2 separate regions of the Rattus norvegicus genome follow, and region 2 is linked to region 1. The links are chromatin contacts, called in public Hi-C maps. All regions are on one chromosome and are shown on one strand. Each heading gives the region's core, a stretch centred on a gene start, on an enhancer-like site or on the middle of the called end of the contact. The rest is flanking DNA. Distances are from core to core; before and after follow the strand shown.

The links. Hi-C and Micro-C count contacts between places; a contact is called where the count stands out from the background.
Region 2: a Hi-C map of frontal cortex shows a contact between it and region 1, with 2.5 times the contacts expected there. The contact joins the promoter of Nkd1 here to the enhancer-like site in region 1. A contact is called at or near these places in 3 of 12 Hi-C or Micro-C datasets (Schwann cells, frontal cortex and mammary epithelial cells).

Annotation. Positions count from the first base shown.
Region 1 is chr19:34,615,763-34,622,096 of GRCr8, reverse strand. Snx20 (sorting nexin 20) reads right to left here. Exons shown (of 4, transcript NM_001024999.1): 4 at 3,528-4,514. The coding sequence ends at 3,846. Among named protein-coding and RNA genes, the nearest start is that of Snx20, 9.5 kb to the right of the region's middle. Within about 2 kb of position 3,871, at least 70 of the 93 cell types and tissues checked have an H3K27ac peak or open chromatin away from gene starts, as enhancers often do.
Region 2 is chr19:34,721,061-34,727,043 of GRCr8, reverse strand. It overlaps Nkd1 (NKD inhibitor of WNT signaling pathway 1), which reads left to right and starts at 4,198. Exons shown (of 10, transcript NM_001271381.1): 1 at 4,198-4,317; 2 at 4,439-4,471; 3 at 5,066-5,199. The coding sequence starts at 4,293.

The sequences.
Region 1 (6,334 bases), core at 2,622-5,121:
GCTAAGGACATACAGTCAAAGTCAGAGCAAAACCAAAATCTTGGAGATAGGGCTGAGACCAGGGATCAGAAATGAACAGTAGATACAAATCCTACCGCTTGCTTGGACCAGACAGATGGCTTAGGATAATGTAGGCCAGACCCAGATGGCTTAGGACAGCACTGGCAGGAGGGACCACATGGTGGACAGTCCTAGCCATTGAGCAGTGCCTGCCAGTCCTCAGAGTCTCTCATCACAGATGGGGCTCATTGTGGAGGCCGACCTGCCTCAGGGCGTAATGAGGGTGGCAGGCGCCACTGTGTTTATCTTTAGAGTTACCTTCTAATTGGAGAAAGGGATTCTGATTTTCCACCTGGAGTCAGTTATATAGGAAGTTTCTTTTGCAAACAAATTTGCATACATAAGGCAGACCGCAAGAAGGAAAACAGCAGGTAGGAGGTGATCAAACCTACGGTGGCATTGCAGAGCCCAAGTAGAAAGTCTGAGCATGGCAGTGTAGCCCAGTTCTTGTCCAAAAGGGACAGGGTCAGCAGGAGCAGAGAGTCACAGACGTCCAAGGGAACGTGGTCGGGGGCCCACCCCCAATGAAGCCTGCAGCCTGGAGCCCAGAAGCCAGGCACAGCATCTCCCACGTGCATCTAGGAGGTGATCAGGAAGTGCATCTAGGATTTGAAAGCAGGATTCCTCCATCTGCCTTGCTGGTTGGAAGATGTCACCATGCCATGAGCATCCCGAGTCTGGTTCAGACTCCATGCACTTGCGTATTTCCCCCCATCTGTAAACAGATGGGGACTAATCTTGAAAAGCCTATCTGGGTAAGGGGTCCAGGGATACTCACCTCCAACTTCTAGCATGAGATCCTGGTGAGGAAGGGGAGGACTTGGGGCTGAACAGCCTGAGCTTCACTGAGGGACATACAATCAAGTCAGAACAAAACCAAAATCTTGGAGACAGTAAACAAGGCTGGGACCAGTGCTCAGGAATGAACAGTAGGTAACACATTCTACAGCTTGCTTGGGCCAGACAGATGACCCAAGATGTGACTAAATGGGAGTCATGTGATCCTGGGGAAGTCACTTCGGGGTGTCTGTCCTCATCTGTAAATGGGATGAGAGTGTGGCCTGGACAGGGTGGGGCTGGCAGGGGCAGGAGAAAAGCCTCGAACACAGAATGTAATGAGGATGCCCAACTCTATCTAAAGGGGATATCCCAGGCTTCAGGCTAACTGTCCAAAGCCAGCTCATGGGCATAACTGTGGACTTCTATGCTGCTACTGTGTTTGTCTCACTGATGGACACCTGAGAGAAACAAGGAAGGAAGAATGGGTTTGGCTCAGGGTTTCGGAGGCCAGAGCCTATGTGTCGTCATTGGGTGAGGTTGGGCATCTCACTGGATCCTGTGACTACGGAGGTTGTATGGCATGCCTCTCTCCTTGGCACTGCCAGTCTATGGCGTTCTGGCTCTATTTCTGGGTTGTGGTGAGGGTACGATGGTGTAGAGGGTGTGGTGGAGTAAAACTGTCCCTTTCGCTCTCTTCTGTGCCCCTCCTTGGGAGCCGCTTTGAGAAAGAAAAGAACCAGTCACCACCATTCCTAATGTCCCGTGGAATGAGGACTGAGTAAGGCAGGTAAGATGGGGTTCTCTGGAGACCTGGAAAGTGGAGTCCTGTGGAGGTCACAGTGGGAGTAGGCTGCCTCCATGGTGCCATACTGGGCAGAAGGAAGCTTCCCGGAGAAGTCACCTAGAAACTCAAGGGTCTCTTGCAGGAATCCACAGAACAAGAAGGCCTTTGACTCCGGCTGCTGGGAATAAAATGTCTGATGTGTGGTTATCACAGGCCTAACCGTCAAGCTAGCGTAGTGGCTGAACACAGCGTGAGCAGTAGACGCTACAATGACTGTAGCATCTGAAAGACCTGGGCAGGTGCTGTAGAACACAGTCCTTCAAGTAGAGTGGCCATTACCATCTACTTGTAATCAGTAGCAGCAGCCCGCCATGATCCAGCCTTTCCTCACTGAAGTGACTAGGAAGGGTGGTTACACCCTCGCCCGAGGTTCCAGCCATTCCTCCTATGCCTCCCTTCCAGCTGTACTTCTGCCCGGGGTTACACATGGTCTTGTAGTCTCAGGAGGAACCAGAGCACATGGTGTGTGCGAGTTAAACGAAGGGGCAAGGCTCTTCAGTGGTGCCACTGCTTTGGGGCCATGTACCCCGTAAGTAACCGCTCACCCGTGTCAGTCAGCTCAATGAATTCATTGGCTCACCGAACCGAGCTTGGGCGGGATCAAACTTTGGTCTCTTGGTGGAGTGCTGTGTACGGTGACAGATGTTAAGGGCACACTACAGGAAGGCGCCATTAGGAAGAGGTGAGCAGGGTCCTAAAGCTGGAGCATCATCAGTCCCTATTCAGGTAAGCAAGACACTTACTTCCCTGCACCATATGTGGGACTGGTCCTTCTTCAGGGACACCGAGCGGAGTTCCCCTTCCCTCCACCCCGAGATGCTATAGCTCTTCCTGGTGTGCACGCCGAGTATCCACCACACTGTCACATCAGGCATCCACGTGTCCAGATACATTTACTCACACTCCCCACACACGTGCCCCAGGCATAATTTTGAGGTGCTGAACACTCTTTGGGAATAATCTTTGTTGATTTGCTCTACAGCACCAAGGATACATGCATCCCAGAGCACTTGAGCCCATCCTCTTTGCTTGAGCCATTTTGGACCACACTATGCTTCCTCAGCCGTCTGGTATGGGTGAACACTCGTCTGCAGTCTAAGTTCTCAGGTTTCCAACCTCACTCCTGTTGGAACTGTCCTCAGCTGCAGGGCGTGGCGTGTCTGAGACTTTGCCCCATTTTCTGTTCAGTAGCTGAATACCATAGACCCCATAATTCATAAAGAACAGGGGCTTATTCAGCTCTTTGCTCTAGAGGTCCAAAGTCAAGGGACTGTGTCTGATAAGGGCCTTCTAAATAGTGGGACTCTGAAGAGGACCAAGGCTGGGCAGGGTAAGACAGAAGAAGGTAGGACGGAATAGGTAGGCTCCTCTGACGAGGTGACATGGTGCCCTCATGCTCTGGTATAGTAATAAAGACTTCCCAAAGGGGCCACCTGCTGACCCATATTTGGATATAGTAAGTTTCCACACCTCCCCAACCTTGTCTACCACTCCTGACTCCCCAGTATTCTTGCAACTTCCAAGGATCAGATTAATCTCCACCCTGCAGGCTTTCCCTGAGGAGCAACAGATGCTTTTTTTTTTTTTACTGAAAGCATGACACCAAAAGGAGGAGCTAGGACTTTGGGCTAATGGGTGGAAACACTCGCGACTCATAGGGAAGGGAAGACCTGGGGCAATGGAAGGGAGCAGTCTTTGAGGGAGTGAGTTGTTTTGTGCGGGATGACCCTGTAAATTTCTCTCCTGGCTGCCTACAAAACCAGGTGCTTCTTTTTCTTTTCTGGTAGTACTGGAGATTGAAGCAAAGGAGTCTCACATGCTAGCAAGCACTGGTGCCATTAAGTCACATCCTCAGACCTCTTTATTTTGGAGCCATTCTCAGCAAACTGCCTAGGCTGGCCTTGAACTGATTCTGTGCGGTAGGCAAGTCCTTCCCATGCAAGTCCATAGTAATTGAAAAGTTCTGACAGCTAACCTTGTGGGCTTAGGATTTGGAGAACCCGGCACTCAAGAGGCACAAGATGGCTCTTCCAGGGGTCGCAGGAAACCCTCTGCTCAGCAGACACGGGCTTGTACAAAGCTGCCCAGTAAAGCCCACTAGCAATGGCGACCCATGTCTCTGTCCACGTAGCATGGATGCCAGGGCACCTGTCGGGCCGCCTCAGGACAGATACTCCCGCACGGTGAGCTCCTTCAGGGTGGCGCCCCTGTGTGTGGGCCTCCGGAGCTGGCTCTCATCCAGCCGGCCCTGCAGCGACGCCAAGTCCTTGCCCAGCGCGTAGGCCAGGCGCACCATGGCGTCCAGCAGCGGCGCGTAGTAGCGGTGGCTCTCGCGCGCCCCCAGGCGTCGCAGCGCGCGCTCGCCGACCGCGAAGGCCTCGGCCGGCCGCTCCAGGTCGCGCAGGCACACGAGCATGGCGCAGAGAGCAGGCACGGGAGCGCTCGGGCAGTGCGCCGTGAGCTTCTCCTGCAGCGGCACCACGCGGCCCAGCAGGTCGAGCGCGCGCGCGTACTGGCCGGCGCGCAGGCAGCCGAAGGCCTCGCACAGCTCGGGCCGCGTAAGGAAGTCGGCGAACTCGCGCGAGCGGCGCACGGCGCGCACGGCGTACAGCAGCCGCAGGTACTCGCGCAGCTCCAGGCGCCGTTCGCAGATGGTCTCGGCCGACAGGTTCCCGGTCAGGCGCTTCCGCGGGAACGTCACGTCCTCCAGCTCCGGCCCGAAGCGCTTCAGGAGGGCCCTCTGCAGCCTCTCGAAGTCCGAGTAGCGCCGCTCCACCACAGCCTTGTCGCTGTCGAAGCTCCCAGTCTGGATGACCACGACCTGGTACATCTGTGGGCAGAGCGGAGAGGCTAGCCTCGGGATGCCCTGGGTGCGCCCGGGTCGGTGTGCACGCGCCCGGGTCGGTGTGCACGCGCCCGGGTCGGTGTGCACGCGCCCGGGTCGGTGTGCACGCGCCCGGGTCGGTGTGCACGCGCCGGCTGGGGCTGGAACCCAGGGGCCTTGAACAAGTCTGGCAAACGGTCAGCCTCGCCCCAGGTCATTTGGTTATTTTAAATTAAATTAATTTTTTTTACATATTCCCTTTACATTCGGATCACTGCCCCCTCCCAGTCACCCCCTCCCACAGTCCTTTCCTCCTTCCCCATCCCAGGCTACCTGTTTTTGAGATAAGAACTAGCAGTGTAGTTTACAGAGGAACCCGAATATTCCTCCTTAGTCTCCCAACTTCTGAGATTGTGGGCACACCCTGCTTGGCAACTGTGTCTCTCTGTTTCCTCCTCCCCCTGTGCACCTGCCCCTGTGCCATTTTTTTTAAAGTCACATTTTGTACTAAGTAATAATGACACACTTTACATTTTCTTTGAGAAGCATTTTACCTGTGTGTGTGTGTGTGTGTGTGTGTGTGTGTGTGTGTGTGGTTTGTGTAGATCAGAGGACAACTTGTGAGAGTTGGTTCTCACTTTCCACCATGTGGGTTCTGGGTGTCAAAGTCGGATGGACAGGCTCGGCAGTACGTGCTTTTACAGACTGAACCATCTGGCTGGCCCTCTGCCATGTTCACGCATACAGAAAACAGACTTCGAAGCTCGTCTCACACACACACACACACACACACACACACACACACACACACACACGCCCATATGCCTACTGAAGGTACAAAGGTAGTTCGTGGCAAATGTTGGTTCTAGAATAGCACTGCTTAGAAGCATCTTGGAACTGGGACTTGCTGATGCGACCGGTGTCGCTCTTGGCTTTTTATCATCAAACACAGGGCTGGCTCTGTGTCCTAAATTGGGAAGCGTGGGTTGGAGTCAGGAGTGTCCATCTGGAACACCTGGGCATTTGTTTCAGGCATCACGCATTTAGACACAGGGTAATTAGTCTTACATTGTCAATTTAACCTCCTTGAGCTTCAGCGTTCAGTTTTCTCATCTTTAACTTGAGGATATGTTGGCAATTCTGTAGGCTATGCCCAGCCGCTACCTAGTAACAGCTTGTGGTAGCTGCAAGCCAGGTGACAGGCAGGCTATAAGAAGATGGCTGCACCCAAGCTGGCTCCCCACTTTCTCTCTTTGTCTCTCCTCCCTCCCTCCCTCTCCCTCTCTCTCTCTCTCTCTCTCTCTCTCTCTCTCTCTCTCTCTCTCTCTCTCTCTTTCTCTCTCTCTCTCTCTCTCTGTGTCCATCTCCTATTTTCTCTCTTCACATCTTCCCAGCCAGTTCTTCCTCCCTTTATCCTTCTCTGTCCCTTTCTTTTCCCTACCTCTCACCCCTTTTCCATAACCCCTTCCCTTCCCCCCCAAAAACTTCCTTTTATATTATGCCTGCCATAGGACTGATTGTTCAGGGGGACTCCTCAGCATGGGCCCACTGAGGTGCTATCTCCCGCCACTGCCACTATACCTCCATTTTGTAAAACACGACAGGATAGGAATAGTTCCTGTCTTCTGCACGAGGGTTAAGTGACAGTGAACTCGTTGATGTGAGGGAGAGCTGTGCACAGCACACACTGGTAGCTACAGTAACAGGACTGGTCCCAGGGAGGAGGAGTGGTGAGGGGACCTCACAGGTCCCAGTGAGGTAGGAATATTTGGTATTAGTCTTGCATCTTCCTAGAACACGCTGATGTCCTGGTCTCACAAAGATGG
Region 2 (5,983 bases), core at 2,949-5,448, 100 kb before region 1:
CCAACCCCCAAACAGGTCCCCAGGCCCCAGCAGTCCTAGGTTCCCAGAGGAACATGGGTATGCAGCAAAGGCAGGGGACTGCAATGATCCAAAGGGAACTGGTATCATTCCCCTGACCACAGTCTCATTTGGTAGCCCAGGCTGTTTCCCCCAACTCACAATGCCTCTGTCTTAACTTCCTGAGTGCTGGGATGCAAACCCAAGCCAGTACGCCTGTCTCCAGGTTCTATTTCTACGTCTTATGAATGACAGGTCCCCACCCCCACCCCCCGCCGTCCTGGACTTGGGCTCCTTGTTGTGCATGGAGTTGTGCTGCTAGGAACTATACTAGGATGTGTACGGCAATGAGAGTCCTGCCCTCAAGGAGACTCAGAAGGAAAGGCAGCTCCTTATTAAAAATGAAGGAGTACCAACTGGATGCACAGGGTAGGCACCTTGATGTTTAGAGAGCGTGCCTTGTGTATGGAAGGCCAAGGAGGGTTTCTAACCTAGGAAGTGGTGTTTAACAGGAGCCAGATCAGATAGCTTAACGTGGGATATGGGCAGCTAACCAGGGTGATGGGGCTTTTGAAAAAAAAAAATCTCCTAGCCTTTCATCTGACAGATTTCCCCAAATCAGTCTTCGGAAATCTGCAGCCCCATGCAGGCGGTGGGTCTAACCTCTTTCTCTTATCTCTTCCTGGCCTTCCTCTCCTTTTCTCCTCCCCCAAAGGATGGGAAATCTTCAAAGAAAGTGATGTGTCACTGTAAGTATACAGCCCAAGAAAATGGGCCAGATAAATTATTAAAACAGAAAAAGACAGCAAGTGATGGGGCGGGGAGCCCACAGAGGGCAAAGAGCCACTCTAGGTGGATGGTGCCCTGGTGGCTGTTAGAGAGTTCATCCTCTGAGTCCTGGACAGGTGGTCTGGTCCCCACCCAGCCCAGTTTCTGGCTTCTCATGCCAGGGTCAGAGGTGTATGTTTGTAGAAGCCGTGAGCGTCCGACAGAGGCAAAGTCCCAGGCGCCTGGTGGGGCCTCTGTGTCTGGCCAGACGCTTGGGATTTACTTCCCCTAAGACTCAAGCTGGTAACTACAGAGTTTTAGTCCTTGCTTTTATCTCTTTTTGAACTGCAAAGAGACATTCCCAAGGGGCAGAGGGGGATACTGTTTTCTCATGAAAGAAGAAAGTCATGACAGGTTTAAGGAAGTAACCAGCGTTCTAAGCTCTGTGAGAAAGGGTTTTGCTTTGATTTCGAAGCCCCTGGCACTGGTGTGGGTGTGGGTGAGAAAGACAAGCAGGGACCCCACAGGAACTCCACTTCTGTAGCAGACGCTTTGCAGGATGTTCCCTGTCAGCTCAGAACCTGTGACCTGGGCCACTCTCCTCTAGTCCCTGGGTCTTCTCTTCCACTCTTCCGTTTCCACACAGCTCAGGCGCTCCATACTGCACTCTAGACATCTGGACCAGGTGATTCTGGGGGTGTCCTGGGTATGGGAGGTGTTTAGCAGCTTGCCTGGACAATATTGACTCTTTCCTGGGTGTAAGCTGCCTTCCGTCCGCCACCCTATGCTCCATCGTGGATACTGCTTTTTTCTGTCTCTCTCTCTTCCATCCAGGACATTTGGGAGCAGGCTTGTGTATGTGGTACTACTCCTCTTGTTCAGATACAAGTCTGAAGTGCTAGAACACAATGCCTACTGCACAGCTGGCACTTACGCTCTCTTTCCAGATGTTATGCTTGGGATGTGCTGGAAACCTGGGGTAGCAAAAATGCGTGCCAGCAAGGGATCAGTTTGAGGTTGGATCCTAACTAGATCACACACTATGATCCTAACTAGATCACTAGCTGTATGATGGGTGACCCCCCCCCCCACTCTTCTGAGCCTCCCTAACAGGATCTGTCCTTTCTAAAAGTACAAAAGTCTTCGTTAAGAGTTTTCGTGAGAGGGGTTGGGGATTTAGCTCAGTGGTAGAGCGCTTGCCTAGGAAGCGCAAGGCCCTGGGTTCGGTCCCCAGCTCAAAGAGAGAGAGAGAGAGAGAGAGAGAGAGAGAGAGAGAGAGAGAGAGAGAGAGTTTTCGTGAGGGTGACGGGCACAGAGAACAGGCCAGGGGTGGTGGCTCACACGTACAATCCCAGTATGCAGGTGACTAAAGCAAGATCTGTGGTTCCAAGATCGGCCTGGGCTATGTTGTGAGTTCCAGGCTAACCTGGTATGAACCCTTGACTCAAAACAAACAAAACCACCAAAACCTCAACGGTTACTATTTCGCTGTTTTGTGAGGTCCCAGCCATGCTTGCATAAGTGCATGCTGCATGGGATTTAGGGGTGCACTTATATCAGCTTTATTTCCTCCACACAGCGTATGAAAAGAAGAGGGATGAAGAACTTTGGAGGGTCACAGAGCTCTGGGTTCCCTTGTCCTTTGAGACAGGTAGATGCTCAGTGCTATACTTCACAACAGAGTAGCCGCCAGCTCCAAGCCAAGGTTTCTTGCAGGGTGGCTCTTCTGTTTGAGACGTTCTTCAAGTGTAAAACGCACACCAGACTTTAAAGACGGCGGGAAAACAAAGAATGTGACAACTGATGTTATTTTGGCTGTCTTGGGTCAAACCAACTTCACCCTTTATCTTTAATTTTAAGTTTACATGTATTTATTTAGTGTGTGGATATGTTGTATGTGGGCACATGGGTGTGGAGGTGTGTGTGTAAGGGGTAATTTTGCAGCAGATGGCCTCTCCTTTCACCAAGTGGTCTCTGGGGATGGAGCTCAGATCCTCAGGGTAGGTGGCAAGCAACTTTACCAGTTCAGCCATCTGGGTGACACACCTGCTTAAGTTTAAAAAAAAAAAAACCCGCAGTGCCTAGGGCTGAGGACATAGCTCAGTTAACAGTATTTGCTTGCCTCGAACTGGCTTGTTAAACCAGTGCTTTGGGATTGATTCCCAGATCTCTTCCCACAAAGTGCTTACTTGAAGTCTAAAACGACCAACCAATATAGCCCACCTGTTTCTGTTCAGTAGCGTCGCACAGGGGAGCAGGTTAAAAGAAGTGGGGAGAAATAAGTCTCCACTCTACAGATCGTAAAACTGAGGCTCGAAGCAGCGTTTAGCTGTAAGAGCAGAACTGGTTCTTTCCCACGCCCAGGCTGCCAGATACTAGGATAAGCTTAGCGCCGGGCCAGCAGAAATGTTGTTCTGGGGACCACAAAGGTGTGGTGGAAGCCTTTAAGTCGCCCTCCCCTTTGCAGAGACCTCCCCAGACAAAACAAACAGGCCCTTGGGGTCTGCAGAACTGCAGGGGGGAAGGGGAAAACGGAAACTAAGAAAGATCAAAGATCCGGCGGTTCACCGCTCCCGGCCTCACAGTTTGGCAGCTCGCCCCGACCCCAGTTGGGCACTCAGGAGCCCATGGGCGAAGAAAGGTTGCGAGGGACTGGGGGGGGGGGCAGCTCGGGGCTAATGGACACTTGTCGTTAACAGGAGTGGGCCGAACTCGCCCTAGCTAGCGAGGCGCCCGGTTGATTTCTACGGGACTCCCAAATGGATGGAAAAACAAAAACAAAAACAAAAACAAAAACAAAAACAAAAAACCTCAAACAAACGCAAAACCCAGAGGAATCAAAGAAAAGGGCAGGCAGCTGAAAACAGGGACCACTTTTTGTAGAAGACTAGGCTCTGTAAGTCTGGGAAGGGACAGCATCATGGGAGAGCAGTAGACGCGTGCGCTAGGGCATCTGAGGTTGCCAGTTGTGACCTCAGTTTCCCCACCTGTGAACTCGAGTCATTCAGTCCCACTCTGGCAGCTCCAGAGGACATGCAGAGAAGAGGGAAGTCTCAGTGTCACCAGCGAGGGCAGCGCTGCTCCACCACCCAGCGGCCAGAGCCTCCACCCGGTCCCCACTCCCGCCCCGAGGTTCACACAGGGGGTTTAGGGCCCAGCACACCCAAAGCCCCTCCCCATCGAGGGTCCACCCCTATCCCCGCCCACAGACCACGCCCTCCGTGGGCCCGCCCCTTGGCCAGCCCCTACCCGCAGGCCCCGCCTCTACCCGCCCCGCCGCGTCCGCCTCGCCTTTGATGGGCCGCTGCCGGCCAATGGGCGCTTGGGGAGGCGCGGGGCCGTGGCGGCGGGCAGGGGGCTCGGCGCGCCCGGGCGTCAGTCCGGCCGCGGCGACCGCTGTAGGAGCGCGTCCCGGCGCCGCCTAGGGCTGCGCTCCGCGCGCGGACTGTGAGGAGGAGGCGAGCAAGGCTGGCGCGGGGTCGGCGGCCGGACGCATGGCTTAGGACGCCCGGCTGCCGCGCCCCAGCATGGGGAAACTTCACTCGAAGCCGGGTCAGTGTCCTCGCCCGCGCGCCTGCCGCGGCCCCGCGTCCTCCCGCCGGTGCTAACTCTCCCTCTCCTTTCTTTCCGGCTCCCGCCGCCGCCGCCGCCGCCGCGCGCGATGTGCCCACAGCCGCCGTGTGCAAGCGCAGGGAGAGCCCGGAAGGTAGGCGCGCGGGCCACTGGCCCGGGGGGCGCGAGGGAGGCGGCGCGAACCGCCTTGCCGCTGGATCTCATTACCAGGGCTGCCTCAGCCCCCAGCCCCGCCCCGGGAGCGCTCTTTGGGGCCCCTCTGCCCCTCCTACCCGTTCCCCACAGCCCGGTGCTCCCACTGCTGACCCTAACCCCCTCCACTTTGGCGGTGGGGTCTTCCCTTAAAATCCCCAAGATCTTGCGCCTTCCTCTAGCCAGCCCCTTCTCAGGAGAACTTGGTCTCTGCTCCCAGGGCACCTTCTCTGCTGACCCTCAGCTTTCTCCTCCGCAGTCCCTGCCTCCCACGCTCCTTCTGGTCCCTGAACTCCTTCAGTCAGGGTACTGCCTACTCCCTTTCACCTTCTGAATCTTCCTTGCACTTAGGATCTCGCCGAGCCCCCTTTCTTGACTATTTCCCTCTTTTGGATTCTGCTCTGTCCGGCGCTTGATCCTTTTGCCAAGTCTTTACTCACCCGGCTGTGCCGCCTGTCTCCTTCCCTTCACTCTCAGGTAACTTTTGCTAGCTGGGGGGCCCAGACTCAATGTCTTCCCGTTCTTCCCGCCTCAGGTGACAGCTTTGCAGTAAGCGCTGCTTGGGCAAGGAAAGGCATCGAGGAGTGGATCGGGAGGCAGCGCTGTCCAGGCAGCGTCTCAGGACCCCGACAGCTGAGATTGGCAGGCACTGTTGGTCGAGGCGCCCGGGTATGGCCCCCACTCTGTTATACCCTTTCACCCCTTTCAGCCTCGGGGAGCGGCTGAGGATCTCCAACTTTTAGCATCCCGTTTGCACATTGTCTTAAGTCCCCAAATCCCTTCTCAGCCACTGTGTGCCCTACTAGCCCTACTTGTGCCCCTTGCTTTGGAGGACCCTTGTCGATCAAGTGGGCGCCAGTCTCCTGCCCAGCTGGGCACGGAGGGTTGCTTGGGGAGGGAATGCCACGGAGGAGGTGATACAAGTCCAGTGGGGTGGGGAGGCTGTACCGTGTGTGTGTGTGTGTGTGTGTGTGTGTGTGTGTGTGTGTGTGTGTGTGTTGGGGTTTGGGGCTCCTCTGCTTTGCTTTTGTGGCCAGCTTTTCCACGGGGAGGGGTTAAGACTAAAGGGAGACAGGAGTGTCTGGGTAGAGGGCAGGGCTCTGCTGGCCCAGGATCTGTGGCTACCTCCAACTGTGTCTGTGGCATTCATCAGTGCCATCTGCCATCTGAGTGTAGGTAGAGTTTGGAGGCACTGAGACCTGGCTGTCCCCCTTAGTGTGGCCGAAAGGGAGGGGGCGTCTCTGTAGAGTGGTCTGGGTACACCCTTTCTTCACCCAAGGGGTTCTCCAGGCTGGAGTTGTTCTGCAAGAGCAAGTGGGCTGGGGGAGTGAGTGACTCCAGCCCCTGTGTTCGGCCTGGGACTGGTGTTCACAGATGTCCTGTGAGCTGCAGAACTCTGCACGGGGCTTTCAGATGGTCTGCGTGGAACTCTTGCAAGCCAAGGATCAAAGGA